3 separate regions of the Mus musculus genome follow, and regions 1 and 2 are each linked to region 3. Evidence: chromatin contacts called from public HiChIP or PLAC-seq and promoter capture Hi-C data. All regions are on one chromosome and are shown on one strand. Each heading gives the region's core, a stretch centred on a gene start, on an enhancer-like site or on the middle of the called end of the contact. The rest is flanking DNA. Distances are from core to core; before and after follow the strand shown.

The links. Promoter capture Hi-C pulls out the DNA fragments that hold promoters and counts their contacts. HiChIP or PLAC-seq counts read pairs in DNA pulled down with a chosen protein or histone mark.
Region 1: a promoter capture Hi-C map of liver shows a contact between it and region 3, with 3 times the contacts expected there. The contact joins the promoter of Stard10 here to the promoter of Uvrag in region 3. A contact is called at or near these places in 3 of 39 promoter capture datasets (hippocampal neurons and liver).
Region 2: a contact with region 3 is called in an H3K27ac HiChIP or PLAC-seq map of bone marrow-derived dendritic cells, with 4 times the contacts expected there. The contact joins the promoter of Lamtor1 here to the promoter of Uvrag in region 3. A contact is called at or near these places in 2 of 115 datasets of contacts at active chromatin or transcription factors (bone marrow-derived dendritic cells and large pre-B cells) and 2 of 9 other capture datasets (adipose tissue and liver).

The regions. Positions count from the first base shown.
Region 1 is chr7:101,319,032-101,322,799 of GRCm38.p6, reverse strand. It overlaps Stard10 (START domain containing 10), which reads right to left and starts at 1,687. Exons shown (of 7, transcript NM_019990.5): 1 at 1,448-1,687; 2 at 767-1,086. The coding sequence starts at 973.
Region 2 is chr7:101,904,122-101,907,809 of GRCm38.p6, reverse strand. It overlaps Lamtor1 (late endosomal/lysosomal adaptor, MAPK and MTOR activator 1), which reads right to left and starts at 1,973. Exons shown (of 5, transcript NM_025605.3): 1 at 1,770-1,973. The coding sequence starts at 1,811. Tomt (transmembrane O-methyltransferase) reads left to right here and starts at 1,451. Exons shown (of 4, transcript NM_001081679.1): 1 at 1,451-1,511.
Region 3 is chr7:99,139,295-99,142,754 of GRCm38.p6, reverse strand. It overlaps Uvrag (UV radiation resistance associated gene), which reads left to right and starts at 1,611. Exons shown (of 15, transcript NM_178635.3): 1 at 1,611-1,921. The coding sequence starts at 1,805.

The sequences.
Region 1 (3,768 bases), core at 438-2,937, 2.2 Mb before region 3:
CTCTCTAAGGGGAAGTTCACACCCTGCAATGTGGCACTCACAACCAAACCACACGTGTAACAAACAGCTACTGAGACCCCCTAGACCAGAATCTCTGCCTCCATCAAACCCCAAGCTACCCTGCCATGACAGAGAGAAGAGAATCATGGGGCAGGGAGGAGGGGGATGGCAGTGAGGGGCTGATGAGTACGTATCTGCCTTCTGAGCTGGTTTCCCTTGACACTAAGACCCTGCCTCCTCTAGTGCACCCCCAGGGTGGCTCAGGGCAAGACAGCAGTCAGGAGCTGCCAGCCACAGTCCTAAAGGCCTGCTGCAGGCTCAGAGCCTGATAGAGCCACTGGGCAGGGACAGAGAGGACTAGAGGAATTGAGAAGGAAGGAATCTCATCCTCTGCACCCAAGAGTGCAGAAAGTAGAGCAGAAGACCCATCGCGGGCTAGAGAACCCCGGGTGAAGGAGGAAGTGGGCCGTTCACCTACCTAGTGGGTCAAACTAAGGGTCCAAGCAGAAGCTACTCTGAAAGACAGACCTTTGAGAGACACTATTCCCCTAAGTGTACCTGGCCATCACCCATCTCCCAAACACACAGGCATGCCTAGGTTAGAACCCGGGTCATATGGCCCATGTGTGTCCTCTGGTTTATATTAGGAGACTCTGAGCTCACATGCACCCCTCTATGGGTCCCTGGTCTGAGTATGGGCGAGGAGATTCCTGTGAGAGACAGTTCGGGAGGAGTGGAGGCTGCAGGTACCACAGGGCAATCCTACCTTGATCTTGTGCAGAGTTCGATCCATCTCCACAGCCTGCACCCACACAGACACGCCGGCCTTGCTGTAGGTCAGGTTCCAGCCCACCTCGGCCTCACACTCTGACCGGAAACTGCGGAAGTCCTGGTCATCGGGCACCTGGACACTTTCACGGCCCAAGGCGGGCCGAGACCCTTGGGGTTCTGTTGAGGCAGCTGGCTTTTCCATAGGGAGCGTGGGGAGGCCCGGGGCCCTGGTCCTAGTCCGACTCTCCTGGGTCCTCCGCGGAGGCTCAGACAACGTCGACGCGGCTGCAGATGCTGACGCCACCTTCCTGGGACCTGCAAGACCGGTTTGGGGACCAGAGTCAGTGCGCTGGGGGCGCGGGTGGGGCTAGCCGGGGTCCCGGACCAGCGGACAGCTTGAAAAGGGCAGGTACTGGCCCCAGGCGGTTGTGCACCGGCACAGGACAGTCACTTGGGCCACCCTCCCACAAGGAGCGACCTCATACTTCCCTGGAGCGGCAGTAGGATTGCTGCGTAGCGGGTGCAGGAGCCCGCGAGAGCCGGGCGGGACTCTGGGGGATCGCAAGTGCGGGTCTGGCACGGAGTCCTCGCGCGGTGCTGGCCGGACTCGCACAACTAACTCAGCAGCAAGCCGCGCGGGGCCGTGGTGGGGGCGGGTGTGGTGGCGGAGTCTCACCTGTGCGGGCTTCTCTGCCGGGGCCCGCCGGGGCCGGTGTGCGAGCTCTTCCGCCGCCGCCGCTGCCTCCGCTGCCCGGGCGACCGGGGGCCGCGCGGGGACCCTGGGGGGAGGAGCAGTGGGTCCCGCCGCCGGCCCCGCCCCGCTCCGCGCCCCCCGCCCCGCGCGCCCCCTCCGCCCTCCTCCCTCCCGCTAGGCTCGGGGCTCCCGGGCTCCGCTCGCCTCGCTCGGTATTTTCCAGGCTGCGGAGGTAAGAACTGCGGGAGCACCGAGCCCCGCCCCGCCCCGCCCCGCCGGGTCCTAGCGCCCGCCCCCGTAAGCCCCGGGGAAGGGGCAAAGTCCGGGGAGAGATGTAGACTATCAGAGGACCGGGGACCTGTGAGCAGGAACCACATAGCGAAGTAACAAAGTAGCCTGGGCTCTCAGAGTAAGGTTGAGGTGCCAAGAGAGATTCTGGAAGTTAACTGAGAGCCTCTTCTCTACTCTTCGCTCCCACCCTTGCAGGTACACGCTTCTGCAACAGCTTATTCACACACACAACACTTCAGAGATTCAAGGGTGGGCACACACCCTCATGACAATTGAAAGACTAACTAGCAGGAATAGGGATGACAGCCCCTCAGTAACTAAATTAGAAATGGCGACAGCCTGCAAGCCCCAAGAACCAAGAGCATAACAAGCCTCCTCCACACACCCAACTCAATTTTCCAGTAGGGTGTGCAAACCCAGCCGGAAGTTGATCCGACTTTAAAGGCTCAAGGTTCAAAGGCTGGCCAGAATTTGGCAAAATTTCCACTTCAGCCTCACTCTGGCCAGAGAGAGGTCCTGAGCCAGCAACCTCTTACATCCCTATTTGGCAGCTTCCAAACCCACCCCTCTTTAGCTCTCAGCCATTTACCCACACCTCCCCTAGGCGAAGACCAGTTCTCAAAAGCACAGGGCTGCAGAACACTGGAGCACAGGCCCCCTCCACCCCTCTGTAGAATAGAGTGGACCAGAGCTCTACTCTGTAGCCTGATGTAAATTCTGTCCACTAACTCTTCTGCCTACTCTTCCATTCTGGGAGCCCTGTCCCATCTACCCAGTGAAAGCTAGGGCCAGGCCAGTATGAGCATGGCAGTCTTGTCACTGTCTGGGCCAGAGACGAGCAGGGAAAGCCTTTGGTGTGCTCCTCTGGATATTAGGAGCAATAAGTGACTACCACTGACCTAGTAGTACCAGAGTCTGCTAATGGCTATTCCCACCAGTGCCAGAGTACCAAGCCTCTGCCACCCAGGCTCCTTCTGTGCCCTCTGCATTCTCCCCCTGGTCCCTCAGAAGTCACCTCTTATCTCCACCATGTAGATTTCTTTTCTTACAGGTGTTAAAAGAAAACCGCAGACTCAGCACTGTAGGTTCACAAATAGATGTGCTTTTTTTTTTTTTTCCCTGAAGTGCTCAGGGCTCTGAGATCTTTGTAAATCATGCCCACTTTTAAAATAAGCAGGAAACTGGATGTGGTAGCACAGACCTATAATCCCAGCTACTCAGGAGACTGGGGAGGAAGACCCAAAGTTTAAGGCTTTCCCTGGGCTGCATATTCCGTTCAAAACCAGCACAGGCAACAAAGTAAGACTTTGCCCCCCCACCCCAAAATGTTTTTAAAGGCTGCCGGGCAGTGGTGGCACACACCTTTAATCCCAGCACATGGGAGGCAGAGGCAGGTGGATTTCTGAGTTTGAGGCCAGCCTGGTCTACAGAGTGAGTTCCAGGATAGTTAGGGAGGCTGTAACTTTGTGGTAGAGCCCTAGGTTTAATCATTGGTAAATAAAAAAATAAAAAATAAGTCAGGGGCAAACAGGTAGCCATGATGGGTGTTCTACAAAGTGGCCCTGAAAGGTGTTCTACAAAGTAAGTCTTCTAAAACAAAACAAAACTGCAGGTCCCCATCAGTCCTGTGCAATGACCTCAGATACCCAGGCCTTCCATCAGTGTGGTAGGAAGTGTCAGCTAATTGCACGCACACCCTCTGAACCCACACTCTTTAGAAGTGTCTGGGAATGAGTAGGTGGCATTGGGGGCTGGATTTGGGCTTGGGAGGCCCCAGACACGAACTCTTTGAACCTCCTCTGCCCAAGTCCACCTTCCCCAAGCCTCGGGGTGTTTGTGATACCAATACTCCCAGGCTGGCAGGAGGCCCGAGGGGACCTCAGCAAAGCCAAAGATTGCTCTGTGAGATGGATCTTCAGGGACTGGCCATGAGGTAGAGATAGCTAGCAACCGTAGCCTGATGGCTTTTTGAGCCCTGATAGCCCCAATCTTGGCAGGTTGCAGGCAGCATC
Region 2 (3,688 bases), core at 724-3,223, 2.8 Mb before region 3:
GCTGGGATTAAAGGCGTGCGCCACCACGCCCGGCGTGGCTAGAGTACTTCTAACATTAGCTAAATTGCTTCAATCCTCCTAACTTTTCCCTCACCTTTAAACATTTTACAGGTAACTAGCAGGAGTCAAATGAAGCAATCGTAGGCGGCCTCTGAAGACCTATTGCTTATACATTTTTCTTTTTGAGACAGACAGGCCCTGAACTTACTGTGTAGCCAGACAGACCACAAACTTGAGGCAGTTCTGTGTCAGCCTCCTAAGTACTGGGACTCACTCTCTTAGGTGTAAGGTAATTCTTACACTTCTAATACAGGGACAGGCAATGCTGAAGAGGGCCTACCTAAAGAGGGACTGGGGATATGACCCTGGGGTTTGATCTCTACGACTGCATAAAACTGGACATAGTGAGTGACATATGCCTAGGATCCCAGCACTCAGGGAGAAGCAGAACCAGAAATTCAAGGTCATCCTCAACTGTATGGCAGGTCTGCAGCCAGTCTGGGCTTCAGGAGACCTTTTTAAAAACAAACCAAACCAGCCAGAAATGAGAATCTGTAAAGAGGAAGGTGGAATTTTAGCTTTCCCTCCATAACTCTGCTGTTAGGCAGGGATATCTGCCTTCTTCTTCCTTTTCTGTTGTTTTGTGGTGGGTTCCTATTTTTGCAGTTCTAGCCTTTAGCATGACAGAATGAAGTGAAAGTTACGGCCACAGGCATGTCAAACTCAGGTCAAGCAATGAATGAGGTTCAGGAAGCACTCACCCCGACACAAATCACATTCTCCTGAACTGCAGGGTTCACTGGGGGGAAGAACACCTTCCCAAGTACAGCGACACCACTTATGTCTCTGACTGTATCCTCCACTAGACCGGGTGAAACTGTTCTCTGTGGCACGGTGCCTACTGTGTGTAGACATCAGGGCTCAGGCTTCGAGGCAGCTGTTAAGAGGAATGGCCAGGGGGCTGACACCCAGCCTTGCAAAAGTCTTCCCCTCCTCAAAAGCGTCTAGGCAGGGAAGGGACTGTAGTAGAGAGGAATGAGATGCACCAAGGGGAAGATGGAAATTTAAAAACAAGACACTGAAGTCTCTCCAAGTCGATGCTTTCTCGAAAAGAGTAAGATCTACAATCACATTCTTCAGAGAGGAACTCTCTAGCTCGAGGAACCCTCAGGCACCAGGCAGGGAACAGCAAACCAAACTCATAAATCAAATCCCCTTTCCTCTATATCGGTCAAAGCAAACTCTATTGCTCCCCAACGTCCCGATGTCTTCGCTCTATTAATTCTTCACTGGCCAACTCAAATGACAGTAACTTGGTGTCAACTTTTGACACCAAGCCAACAGTGGCAGAACAGTTGACAGAACACACAGAAATTCCTGATTTATCTCGGGAGACTGAGAGCCTCAAATTACCTATCTCTACAATGGGTCCACTAAGCCAAGCTGCAGTGAAGACAGAGGAATCTGTGAGCGCGAATGTTTCCCGAGAACCCAGTCTGAGGATTCGAGTGGTGAGATACGAGGGGACTGGAGAGTGGAAGGGGAGGGGCCGAGTCAGGCGGCGACCGCCGCAACCCTAGGCAGAAGTAAGACTAGGATCTTTAAGAGGGTAGGAGCCCGGCTGGCCGTCCTCTCTGTAATCTGTCCCCTCCAGGCCTCCGTACTCGGTGAGCCTGCAGTCCGGCTCCCCGCCACTGCGGGCTTTATTCTGGGCCCCGAGCCCCGCGGTCGTAGCCCACAGTCCCAAACCCCGTCCGCCGCTGTCGCACCTGGTCCGAGTCCTCGTTTTCGCTGCTATAGCAGCACCCCATGGCGGGGTCGGGCCGGGCGCTCAGGCGGCGCCGAGGAGGGACGGCGTCCGTCAGGAGCCTTTCCGGTCACATGACCCGCGGCTGCCTCTCGCTCCCCTCCCCCTCGCCTAGCCTGTCCTAAAGCCGCTCCGGCGCCACAGCCAAATCTTGCCTTCCGGTCCCGCCTCGCCGCGTGACAATCGCCAACCAATGGAAAAGTGCGTCCTACGTGAGCGGACCCGCGGCACGTGATAGGAAGGCAGGCGGGGCGAGTCACATGATTTTGTTGTCCTAGTCTCTAACTCCGAATCCTTGCGTCCCTTAGCTTTAGTGGCCAGTGCAGTGCGACGAGTTGTGTGGTCACATGGTGTCAGGGCCACCTTTGTGGGCCCAGTGCTATATCAAGATAAATTCTTAAGTGCCATGCAAGTGGCGAGTAGCGTACTGGAGGGAGATGTACTTCACTCAGAACTCTTTGCTAGTTTCTTTGTCCTTTATGTGTGCGAGAGAGACCAAGGTCTCACTACGTAGCCCTCACTGACCTGGAATTTGCTGTGTAGCCCAGGCTGAACTCGAATTCAGAGAGCCACTTACCTCTGCCTTACCAGTATTAAACGCATATGTATTTTTATTTTGAGTATGTGAGTGTGGAGGTCACAGAATAACTTCTAAGAGTTGGTTGTATCTTTCCACCATGAGGGTCGTAGGAATTGTTAGATTGGCAAACTTTGGGGCAGGCACAGTTTAGCCATCTCTCTACTCAAGTATTTGGCAGTTTCTTGACTAAGGTGAATTCTGCCTGAGTAGGCAGATGGCAGACACTTCTCTTTCCAAATCAGGGATTAGAGTATTCAAAGTCTCAATACAAACTTTTCTTCCTGATTGCCTTTTCTGATTCTCTTCTGAGCACTTCTCTTTACTTAATCTGGTGCCACTCACTTATTAACAAATCATAGGGCTAGAGACAACGCAGTGATTAAGAGCACTGGCTGCTGCTCCCCCAGAAGGCCCAAGTTCAATTCCCAGCACCTACATGGTGACTTACAATCATATATAGCTCCAGACCCAGGAGAAACAATGCCCCTTCTGGCCTCTGGCAGCAGGCAAGTACACACACACAGTGCACAGACACATACGTGCAGACCAAACACTCATACACATAAACTTAATTTAAAAGACATACCCCAGGGCTGGAGAGATGGCTCATCGGATGAGAGCTCTGACTGCTCTTCTGGAGGTCCTGAGTTCAAATCCCAGGAACCACATGGTGGCTCACAACCATCTGTAACAAGATCTGATGCCCTCTTATGGTGTGTCTGAAGACAACTACAATGTAGTTACATAAAATAAATAAATGAAATCTTAAAAAAAATTAAAAAAAAAAAGACATACCCCAGGGCTGGAGAGATGGCCCAGTGGTTAAGAGCACCGACTGCTCTTCCGAAGGTCCTGAGTTCAAATCCCAGCAACCACATGGTGGCTCACAACCATCCATAATGAGATCTGACACCCTCTTCTGGTGCATTTGAAGACAGCTACAGTGCACTTAGATATAATAAATAAATCTTAAAAAAATACATACCCCAAATATTTATTGTCTATAGTGTGCCACTCTAGTGTTCAGTTTGGATAGGTAGCTGGGCAGAAAACAGCCCAAGATCCAGACCATGGAATCCCTAGTCAGGTGGTCAGTGTATTCTATAGTTGTGTTTTTTAGTTCATTTCTTCTACCACATGTGAGTAACTGAGAGACAAGGACAGAGTCTGACTTTACTCTGTAACTGATACCCTAACACTTACTTACAGAAAACTTGGGGAGCTGGGCATGGTGGCGCAGGCCTTTAATCCCAGCACTTGGGAGGCAGAGGCAGGCGGATTTCTGAGTTCGAGGCCAGCCT
Region 3 (3,460 bases), core at 362-2,861:
TAGGGATTGAACCCAAGGCCTTGTGAATATTCGGCATCTACTCAACCATTGAGCTATATATACATCTTCCCACTCAGTAAAAGATTTTAAATCCATCTATTATATGTTGGAGTCTTCATGGGCACAGATACTGGCCCACCTACCACCCCCCTCAGTGACACCAGTACTATTCAGCGCATGGACAGACAGTGGGGAGCTGACCTGCTCAGTGACAAAGCTAGAAGGTGGCAGTCAGAATCCCAAACTGCCTGCTTCCTGTTGTGTCTGCCTCTCTGAACACTGTGTTCTTTCAGCTATAACAGTCCAGGTGGTGGAGAAATTCACACTCTATGGGGACGGGGGAATCAATATTCTGCAAAATGACTCAGTGCTACTTATAGAAGCAATGGCTGTAGCTGCTATTATGGTCAAAGAAGTCTTCAGGGAAGGGAGGGCATTTGAGCTGTACCTTCATATTCATTTCTCTATTATCTGCAAGCAATGCGGATCCAGGGACGAATCAGACAAGGTCTTTTGGTTGAGGAATTCACATATGAGTGTTTGAATTCGGGGAGGCTGTGTGTGTTAAATGACTATTAAAAGACAAAGTGGAGGCTGCTGTGGTGGCACACTCCTGTAGTCCCAGCACCTGGGGAGCTGAGGTAGATTGAGCTACATGGTGAGTGGCAGGTCAGCCAAATCTCGCCCCTCCCCCCGCCCCGCCCCCGCGCAAAGCAAGTAAACAAACAAAGACAACACAATAGAATAAGCAGGTCTGTGGTAAAGGCAAGTTTCCTAATTCGGAGTTTCAGAGAAGTCTTTTGGAAGGACTCCTGCCCCAGCTGAAATACGATGGCTAAGCAAGCGTTAGTCACAAGCAGTAAAGGCTTTCTAGGCAGAGCATAAGCATCCCACCAGCAGAGGTGAGACAGTCTCTTGGCTGGCTGGCACACTTTGTGGCTAAGCTTACTAGTTATAGAAGCTAGAAGGGGCGTGGACTTGCAGGTCTGAGTGGATCACTGAAGAGCTGGTGGACTGCCCGATGGATCTTTGGTCTCAGTGATCGCGGCTCGGTGGCGGCTCCCCCTCTCAGTCATAAAGCGTGGCTTTTTTTTTTTTTTTTTGTACGTGGATGAGAACACTTCGGGAAGTCAGACCATCCATCCATCCCGACTCAGCTGGTGCCAAGCGGGTCCCCGCCCTCCACTGGAGGCTCTGTTACCATAGCAACTAGGTTAGGGCGGAAGTGGCTTAGAGGACTGACTCTCACTAATCAGGTGACTCTCCAGACTTCTGCACGTGACACGACATACCAGGCGCGCGCTCTACCTAATCAAGAAGCCGTCCCTGTTTCACTGACAACTGACAGCGCTCTAGAGCAATAGCCCACGAGGCTTCCCTAGGAGACCACACCCCTCAATAGGGAAAGGGCCAATTAGGCTGAGGCAAAGAGAAGTTACGCCCCAGGTTTAGCCCGGGTTTGACAGACGCAATTGAGGCCATCCTAGAGTCCCTCCGCCCCTAGCCATTGCGGCCGACGACGGACGGGCCCACTGGCCAATAGCACGTCCCTTGGCCGCCACCGGGTCCCGCCCTCTCAGAAACGGAACCAATGAGCACGCCAGCTCTGGGCCGGGTGGAGGGGTTGCACTGCGGTAATATGGCTCTTCCTTAGCCAGCGGCGGTGGCCAGCGCGGGCGCAGAGCTGCTGGGGCTCTCGGTGCCCGGTTTCTAGGCTGTAGGGGCTCTGCGAATCACAGCTCGGGAGGCAGCGGCCGATGCGGGAGGACTGCCCACCTGGCCGCTCGGCGGCTCAGGGGTCCAGATGAGCTCCTGCGCCTCGCTCGGGGGCCCGGTGCCCCTGCCACCCCCGGGCCCGTCCGCCGCGCTGACGTCCGGTGCCCCCGCGCGGGCCCTGCATGTGGAGCTGCCGTCTCAGCAGGTGAGCCGGCCGCGAGCCGGGGGGCGGAGAAGGTTGGCGGGGCTCGCAGGGCTGAGGAGGGCTGACAGGAGGAGGAGCCCCCTCCCCGGCCGTTCCCGCGCTCAGACCCCCGCATCCCTCCAAGAAGGCGCCGGGGAGCCCTGCCCCGCTGGCCGCCGCCGCGCTTTCCCTTTCGCTCCCCGATCGAGGAGTCGGTTTTCTGCACTTATTCTTAGCGTTTCGGGTGCTTCCTTCCGCTCCTCCTGAGGAAGGTATTTGGGACGTTGGGGTTTCCTTTCCAATCTCAGATCCTCATGGCACACTCCACTCCCTCGGGTGAGTGTCTGGAAGGAGGATTTGAAGTAAATATTCATAGCTTGTATCTCACGTGTGTGTGTGTGTGTGTGTGTGTGTGTGTGTGTGTGTGTGTGTGTGTAATAAGGACAAGAGAACACTGACTTTGGGAATCTGACAAAATTCTTGGCAACACCCGCCTATCAGTACATCTTCCACTGGCCTCCCTCAGTCCCTCGGGGAGACTCTGCAGGAACCTTAGCATTGAAGAGGACCTGGAGAAACTGTCAGTCATGGAGAGGTTACCGAGCTGGGTCTGTGCAAAGTGAGCATTGAATCGTCACAACTCCATGAGATAGCTGGTTTTATTGTCCCGGTTTCTCAGTTCTAGGAACAAGCTTGCTCACTGCCTCTCTGTTAGTGTTTCTGGTGGGGATGGATTTCCAAATACAGAGTCTGACTCCAGCTTGTGCTCAGCAGCAATAGTTTGCTTTAGACTTGAGAGCAGCTGCTCCACCACGGTCCACAGGACGAGCTCCCTCAGACCCTTTCTGTAACTTTCCATCCTTGCAAGAGACAGGAAGGAGCCACTTAGGAGCGCAGAGGCTATGGGAGAGAGGGCCAGGCATAGAGTGCATCGGAATGTAAAGGAAAGAGCAATGTTGCACCCCACCCCCCCAACCCGGTGCCGGATGAGGTGCCGGATGAGTAGGGAAGCAACGTTAACTGCAGAAGCAAGGCTCTGTAGTAGGAGAGAATTTAGCAAATCAGAAGGCATGTGCCCAGGTTTTGTAGTGCCATTGGAGAGGGAGTTTGGAGAATATTAGGAGTTGGAAAGGAATGAGGCTTGTATTGCGTTTCCAGGTCGTGGGAGAGGATGAGAGGGTGGCTGGGAGAGTAGTCTGTGGATTGGGCATTAATGTGAATTTTTGCCTGTGTGGGAGGTGGAGTGTGAGGGCCTGCTGGGAGAAGCAATAGTGAGCACTGTTAGGAGCCGCCTGGAGAAATTGGGCATCTAGATGGGCATAGTTTAGGGAAGCTGTGAGAGCATGGCGGGTTGGAGAAGAGAACAAGGCATGTTTTCCTGACTAGAGCCTGTTCTAGCAATAACGGTTCAAAACTAGAAGAACTAATCCAAGCCAACTGCCGGTTCAACACAGTTCAACTCCATTTGTTAGTGTTGGTCGAGTTTCTAGATTGGCATATAGTGTCCTAAGTGTCAGCTGGGTGCTGCGTGAGGATTTGGCATGCCACTTAAAGTTTTTT